2 separate regions of the Sus scrofa genome follow, and region 1 is linked to region 2. Evidence: chromatin contacts called from public HiChIP or PLAC-seq data. All regions are on one chromosome and are shown on one strand. Each heading gives the region's core, a stretch centred on a gene start, on an enhancer-like site or on the middle of the called end of the contact. The rest is flanking DNA. Distances are from core to core; before and after follow the strand shown.

Evidence for each region. HiChIP or PLAC-seq counts read pairs in DNA pulled down with a chosen protein or histone mark.
Region 1: an H3K27ac HiChIP or PLAC-seq map of alveolar macrophages shows a contact between it and region 2. The contact joins two enhancer-like sites. A contact is called at or near these places in 7 of 47 Hi-C or Micro-C datasets (embryonic fibroblasts, liver, retroperitoneal adipose tissue and 1 more) and 1 of 2 datasets of contacts at active chromatin or transcription factors (alveolar macrophages).

Annotation. Positions count from the first base shown.
Region 1 is chr17:33,699,186-33,702,943 of Sscrofa11.1, reverse strand. No RefSeq gene overlaps it. Among named protein-coding and RNA genes, the nearest start is that of SIRPA, 91 kb to the right of the region's middle. Within about 2 kb of position 2,428, at least 15 of the 83 cell types and tissues checked have an H3K27ac peak or open chromatin away from gene starts, as enhancers often do. A contact at or near this core is called in alveolar macrophages, where this site is marked.
Region 2 is chr17:33,554,876-33,558,749 of Sscrofa11.1, reverse strand. No RefSeq gene overlaps it. Among named protein-coding and RNA genes, the nearest start is that of PDYN, 40 kb to the right of the region's middle. Within about 2 kb of position 1,324, at least 14 of the 83 cell types and tissues checked have an H3K27ac peak or open chromatin away from gene starts, as enhancers often do. A contact at or near this core is called in alveolar macrophages, where this site is marked.

The DNA.
Region 1 (3,758 bases), core at 1,179-3,678, 140 kb before region 2:
GCAGATGGTGGGAGCCAGGTTTCTCATTTTTGAATTTGGGGGCAACGATTACAGATAAACAAGAGGAGACAAATAGACTCAACTGTATATGTGTTGGCGACATTAGCATACATTCATGTTTAACTTAACATCAATGCTAATGGGCAGATGTAGAAATAACTACAGTTATGTGTACCTACCATCTCGTATACATACATGTCTTTCCTAGCTCTGCCCACTGGGAGTGGCCCCCCAGTAGCAACAAGCACACTCAGCACCCAGAACTTGGTTTCTAATACCATCCTTCAATAAAAGGAACTGGGTTCCTTGGAGAAACCCTGTTGATGTAATAAATGATGGAATACACAAATAGCCGAAGAATTCCAAATAATTTATTCTGCCCCTTTAAGGAAGTGGAGAACAACTCTCCATCTGGTTAAATGTGGGCTCTACAGAGGGACTTCCTTTCTCAGAAAACAGTATGGAAAGAGGGGGAAACAGTAACATTCCAGGGGAGAAACGTGGCAACACTACCTCAGCCGGGGGACTAAAGTTAACGTCATTAATGGTAGATGATGGCATGTGTGACGAACAACACTTCATCTCTGTGGTCTGCTTCTTCAGAAGCCCTAACTCCAGTCTAATGATGAGAAAAACACCTAACACCCAACTGGAGGAACATTCTACAGACCTCCAGACTGGCACACCTCAATATCGGAAAAGTCTTCAAAAAAAAAAAAAAAAAAAGTAAGGTAAGTCTGAGAAACTGTCACAGCCAAGAGGAACCTGAGTAGACATAATGATGAAATGTAATGTGGCATCCTGGATGGGCTCTTGAGACAGAAAAAGACATTAAGGAAAAGCCAATGAGATCTGCATAAAGAACAGAGTTGAGCTAATAATAATTTGAACTAATAATAATGTATCGATATTGGCTCTTTAGTTGACAAACATATTCCAGGAATACAAGATGCTAACAATAGGGGCAGTAGTGTGCAGGGGTCCAGGAACTCTGTACTATCCTTGCAACTTGTCTGTAAAGCTAACCATTATAAACTAAAAACACTATGGAAATATATTTCTGGGAGTTCCCGTTGTGGCGCAGTGGTTAATGAATCCAACTAGGAACCATGAGGTTGTGGGTTCGATCCCTGGCTTTGCTCAGTGGGTTAAGGATCTGGCGTTGCCGTGAGCCGTGGTGTAGGTCGCAGACGTGGCTCGGATCTGGTGTTGCCGGTGGCTACAGCTCTGATTAGACCCCTAGCCTGTGAACCTCCATATGCCACAGGTGTGGCTCTAGAAAAAGGCAAAAAGACCAAAAAAAAAAAAGAAAAAAAGAAATATATTTCTTAATGGCCACAATAATCCATGGCCCTTGCGTCATACCCTTTGCAACATGAATTTACAGCTCCTCCCTCAGAGAGGTGGTTTCCTTTTCCCCACCTCTTGAATCTAGCCTGTGACTTGCTTGGACTAACAGAACATGATGGAATGGGATACCAGTCATGGAGTTTCCAGACTGCATGTTGCTTGATAAGAGACATGGCCCAAGCACCCTTCTTACCCCAGCTGACAACCAGCCAACTGCTACACATGTGACTGAGCCCATTCTTCCTAGACCAGCCAGACCTCAGCAAGAGCCACCCTCCAATCCATTCACACAAGGAGCCAACACAAAATGAGCCCAGCCTGACCCAGATCAGCAGGGTTAGCAGTGATCCATCTGAACAGTAACAAAAGCCTTTTGTTGAAAAACTTGTGTTTGTTATACAGCAACAGCTAAGTGATTTACTCATATGCACAACAGTGTATGTACAAGGTTTTTGTTGTAACATCATGATTACAAAAGATTAGGAGCAATTTAAAGTCTTGTCAATAGAAGACTGATCAAATAATTATGAGATCCGGACAATGGAATATTATGCAGCTGTTCAAAAGAATGAGGCAGCTGTCCATGAATCAATATGGAACAAATCCCATGATACATTTTTAAGTGAAGCAGCAAGATGCAAAAGAGTATACAGAGGAAGCTACTAAACCTGTAAAATATTTGTGTTTGCATAGGCTTTCTGCAGGAGGAGATGTGAGAAACATGACAATGCCTGCCTCTAGGAAGGGGAACTGGGTGGCGGGGACCAAGAGTGGAAGGGAGACTTCCTCTTCACTCTACAGCCTTTTATCTTTTGAATCATGTAAATGTGTCATCTATTCAAAAATAAATAAAAGCAGAATGAAAAAAACTCCTGTGCCTTTCAAATTTGGTCTTTTATTCTCTATTCCCAAGATTCCTGAGAGATCCACCAGGACCACAAATAGCAGTGAGAGGACCAGGCTGTATTTTCTCCCTCCCTCTTTCAGACAGCCTCCACCACATGCGAAGAGAAGCTTGTTTTTCTGGTTCCCTTGTCTGTCAGCTTCACGGACCTGCATAACCCCGCCGGCCACTAGAGGGCAACCTGAGGCTTCCTTCCTGGTAGGGAGCTGCGGAGGGGTTAGGGGCTGCTCTGAATAGCCGGCTGGCGCCTACCCAGCCAAGGCTTTCTGTATTACATTTAAAAAATAATAACAACAACAATAATAAATGGTTTCGGCTTGGGAGAGAGACATGCAGAACAGGCTCAGGATCGGCCAGCCATTACCCTTCCGGTTCCCATGGTAATGCGTGCGTCTTAAGGGCTGGGGGTGGGGGCAGAGAGCCCATAGAAAGAGAGATGACCCTAAAGCTCCTTGCTGCGCACCGCCATCCGACTTTATAAAACCCCTTGGGGAACTCACCCTTTAGGCTGCTGAAGACTAAACCCTCAGGAGATCTGGAGGGTTTGCCTTGCGACCTTGAAAAAGCCCCTTCCTACCTTGAACCTGTTCCACATTTGTACACTGTAAAAAGTGACTATACTAGTGAATCAAGCAATTTGTGGCAATGACTGAACGGATCACCCTATTGACTATTCCATCCCCATTTTACAGATGAGGAAGCTGTGGCCTCAAGAGGGTAACTTGCTCTGGCTGCACAGCCGGCGGTCCGGTAGGGTTTGGAGGCAGGTTTCCCTGCCTCCCGAACCCCTGCTCTGACCGCTTAACTTATCCTGTCCCCAAGGGAGGTTGGGAGGGATTTCAAAAGAGGTAGCTGAGAAACAGCATCGGAAAGGGACACGGGAGCCCATATGCACCAAGCCCCTCCTGCGCGCTGCGGTCCGCTGCAGGCGGCTGCGTAGGCCCGGTACCTACAAGCTCTCGCCCCGTCTGACGGGCGAGGAGAGGCCGCGCATGGCCGCGGAGGAGCTGGCCGGGGCAGAGACCTAGAGGCGGAGACCTGGGGACTAGAACCCGCCGGTCCCTGCGCCTCCGCAGAAGTGCAGCTCAGAGGCAGGAGCTTGTCCGGCAGCCCGGGGGAGGGGGCGGACTGCGGGGGCGCTGGAGCGCACAGGGCACCTCCAAACCGGCCATCTCAGCAAACGAAGTTACTGTTTTCAAGAAGATGCCTTTGTTCCAACCGGGGTGAGAAGACTGAATACTGAACCGCAGCTGACGCAGGATGCAGGCGGCTTTTCCGCGATCGCTTCTGTCTGGCCTTGAAAGACAAACGCGCTGGGAGGCAGAACGCCTGCGACACGGAAACTCGCAGCTGGCAGCATCTCTGTGCCCGCCTGCAAAAGAGGGGCGCAGAGAGTGCCCGACAGCGCAGCGGGTTGGTTCCTTCAGCCTCGCTCGCTCGCAGCCCTCCACCCCTGCCTCGGCCTCCCCATCTGCACCGGGAGACGGGAGACGTTGCAGAAGGG
Region 2 (3,874 bases), core at 75-2,574:
TTGCTGTGGCTCTGGCGTAGGCCAGCGGCTACAGCTCTGATTGGACCCCTAGCCTGGGAACCTCCATATGCCGCGGATGCAGCCCTAGAAAAGCAAAAAAAAAAAAAAAAAAAAGAAGGGAAGGAGGAAAGGAAGGAGGGAGGGAGGGGGAGGGGAGAGAGGCGAGGACTGAAAAGGTGCGGAAGGCCCAGCAGTCTGCGAGGCGTCTTAGGAGAACTGAAAGTGCCCCAGCTGACAGATTTGGAACTAGGACTCAAACCCCAGTCTTTCCGACTTCCCCCACTGAGTCCCTCTGCCTTTCATCGTGATCCTGGGTTCAGAACAATCCCTTTTTTAAAAATTGATGCCCGCCCCCCAACAGGCAAGGAGCCAGTGACCCTTGTCTGAGCTTTTGATGCCTCATCTGGGGAACCTGGGCGCGCACTTGGAGAACAAGATGAGAGATTGCAAAGATCTTCCTCTACCCTGAAATCGCACAACCCTGGCACCGCTGGCAAATGGCCGGACTTGGAGAGCTGGCGGGGCTCGGCCGCGCGGCAGACGCGTCCTCCTGGCCCCACTTCAAGGACAACAGGCCAAACCCTCGTGGTGGTGGAAAGGGCCGTTCCCAGGCGCCCGGGCCTCCTGCCCCCGCGGCCGCTCTGGGCAGGGTCAGCTGGTGCGGCAGCCGGTCGCGTGGATCCGGGCCACAGACCTGTCTCCGGAATGAGGCCGGGTGAGAGTTTAATGGCGAGAAGGCTGTGGCCCGACTGCGGCTGTCGGCTCCGTTCTGCCCCGGCTCCTTCGGTGCCAGTAAATGGACTCTGCGCACATGCAGATGAAGGCATTACCGCTCGTGTTATGTGCGCGATGCAAAGACGCTTGGGCGGCCGGGCCGGGAGCTGCCATTACCGCGAGACCTTTCACTGGAAAATTTTTCTTGGGGCAATTAAATCTTCAGCTGTCTCCTCGAAGGGAGTGCCAGCTTGCATTTTAATTATCCTTAAAAGAGAGAAGTAGGGGAAAGGACACAAGGCGCAGAATTAAAAAATAACAATCTGCTTTATAAACACGGCCATCACCTCGCGGCTGTGCATCAACCCAGAAGGTCCTCCCCCGCCCACTCTGCCAGGCCCTTGACCCTTCGGGCTCCAGGAAGGGGCCTCTTTCGGGGGGGGGGGCCAGGGGGAGGGGGTGGGAGAGCCCTCGCTTGTGTGGGATGTGGGATGCAGGGTCCTGGGTGGGGGGGATCAGTGATGCAGCCGCATTACTTGTGGCCCTGTTCCTCCTTCACCACATTCTAGGAGGTGGAAATTATTAACCTCATCTCACAGAAGAGGAACTGGAGCCTGAGGAAATCATTGGTAAGAGCAAGAGTTACCACAACAGCAGGCAACAAGCTGTGGATACACAAAACAACATGAATGAATCTCACAAAACATGTTGAGCAAAGGACCTGGACACTGGTGCTTCACACTCTAAGATTCCATTCGTAGAAAGTTCCAGAACCCGTGAAATTAAACTATGGAGACAGCGGACAGATGGGGGTCTGGGAGGGGAAGGGGCTGACTGAAGGGGCGGAGGGAACATTTGGGGACCTGAAAATGTCCTTTGATGGAGATGGTGCTTACATAAGTATATATATCAAAACTCACTGAATCATATTCTTTTGAGGGGGGCACACCCACAGCATATGGAAGTTTCTGGCCCAGGGATCGAATCCAAGCCACAGCTGCAACCCATGCCACAGCTATGGCAACGCTGGATCCTTAAACCACCACACCAGGCCAGGGATCGAACCAGTGCCTCAGCAGCAACACAAGCCGCTGCCGCAGAGACAGTGCTGGACCCTTAACCCCTTGCAGCACAGGGGGAACTCCTGAATCATATTCATAAAATGAGTACATTTTATTGTTCGCAAGTTACACCTTAATAAATTTGATTTAATAACAGTAAAAATAATACGAGTTAGTATTTATCCGGACCTTGCTCTGTGCCTGTCCCTGTGGTAAAGCATTTGCCATGTGCTGAGCCCGTTATCTTTCACACCGAACTGTGAGGTAGGCACAGCCAGGGCCCCATTTCCCAAATGAAGAAAATGAGGCACAGAGAAGTTCTGAAACTTTCCGAAGTGGATGTGGCTAGTAAGAGGCAGAGCCTGGGTTCAAATCCGACAAGCCGACTCTGGAGCCTTAGAGCCTTGAAAGCAAAGTTCAAAGCAATCCAACTAGTCCTAGAAGCAGGATTAAACTCCAGGGCCTTTCCAACATGACGAAACCGGTAGAAGGGGAAAATCCATGCATTCCAGAAATATTTGCTCAGCATCTACTGCAGGTCATACTGTGCACACAGAGAGCAGCTGACAAGGTCCCAGGCCTTCCTTTGGGGGAAGCAGGGGAGGCGGATCGGAATCACCAAATGTCACAAAAATAGATGTGAAGTTGCAGCTCAGAGGACGGGTGCAGGGCCCCAAGAGCACAATCCAAGCTGGGAGCTGCCCACAACCACTCCCTGGTCCATTTGTGCAGAAGCAGCCCCACCCAGCAGGCACCAACCAAAGCCTGGGCCACCTGCTCCTAACTTGACTCCCCTTCCAAGCTGTGTGTTCTGACAAGTTTTTTAGAGTCTCATCTTTCAAGAGATGCCGGCAGAGTCCCTTTGAAAATCGCCTGCCCTGCTCTTAGCACCTTGTGCCCGGAGCTCAGCTATTTCAAGAATGACCCCTGTCCATTCCCCTGGCTGGGCCACCCAGAGTGTCGCATTCCAGCACAGTGGGAGCAGCTCCATGGGTGACAGCTGGGAGCCCTGGGGCCCCACGGGAAGACCATTCCCTTGAGCCAAGCACCCAGGCCCTTGGGGAGACCCCGTGTGGCCTTGGCTCCAGGCAATGGAACAAGGCTTTCACAGCCAAGTTCGGGTCTGCTTCCTCAAACATTCACAACTTTTGCCAGGAGCTACCGTGTATTGAGAGCCCCAGCCGGGTACTCTGGCTACATTATCCAGTTTATTCTTCTCGGGAGCTCTGGACAACCATCCGCGGTTCCCAGGTGAGCACCAAGAAGGGAGCTGACTTGTCTGAGATCCCACAGTGCTATTAGAAGAGAACAAGCATCTAGACCCTCCTCTGACATTCCAGGGTCTCCTGACCTTCACCTCAGCACCCCCCCCACCCCATAATCACTGTCCACCATTAGTGAATCTATTTTTGGAAGCCAGATGCTCAGGATTCATGTTCTGGCTCTCTTTTTTCTAGCTGTGTGACCTTGGGCAAGTTTCTTAACCTCTCTGTACCAGTTTCCTCCTCTGTTCCCAAAACCTTGCCTACCCCAAAGGGTTGCTGTGAAGATCAATGAGACAAGACAATAAATGTAAAAATAGTTGTAACTTGGTTCAGATGCTCATTAGCCTTCAAAAACTGGGAGCTACAGAGTTCTTTGGTGGCCTAGTTGTTAAAGATCGCTGCTATGGTACGGGTTCTATCCCTGGCCCAGGAACTTCTGCATGCTGTGCACACAGCCAAAAAGAATTGGGAGCTATTCTTACTATACGGATTTTATTTTATTTTTTATTTATTTTATTTTATTTTATTTTATTTATTTATTTTTTGGCTGCCCCATGGCATATGGAGCTCCAGGGCCAGGGATTAGATCTGAGCCACAGTTGCGACCTACACAGCAACTTCGGCAACGCCAAATCCTTTAACCCACTGTGCCAGTCCAGGGATCAAACTTGCAGAGATGCTGCCCAACCCATTGCACCGCAGTGGATACTCTGACTTTTTTTTTTTTTTTTAACACAAGTGGGTTTATATCCAACTATTTTATACATTTGGGTCACCTTTCCAAGTATCACATAGAGATCTATTTCATTCTTTTAAACAGCTTTATGGTGTTCT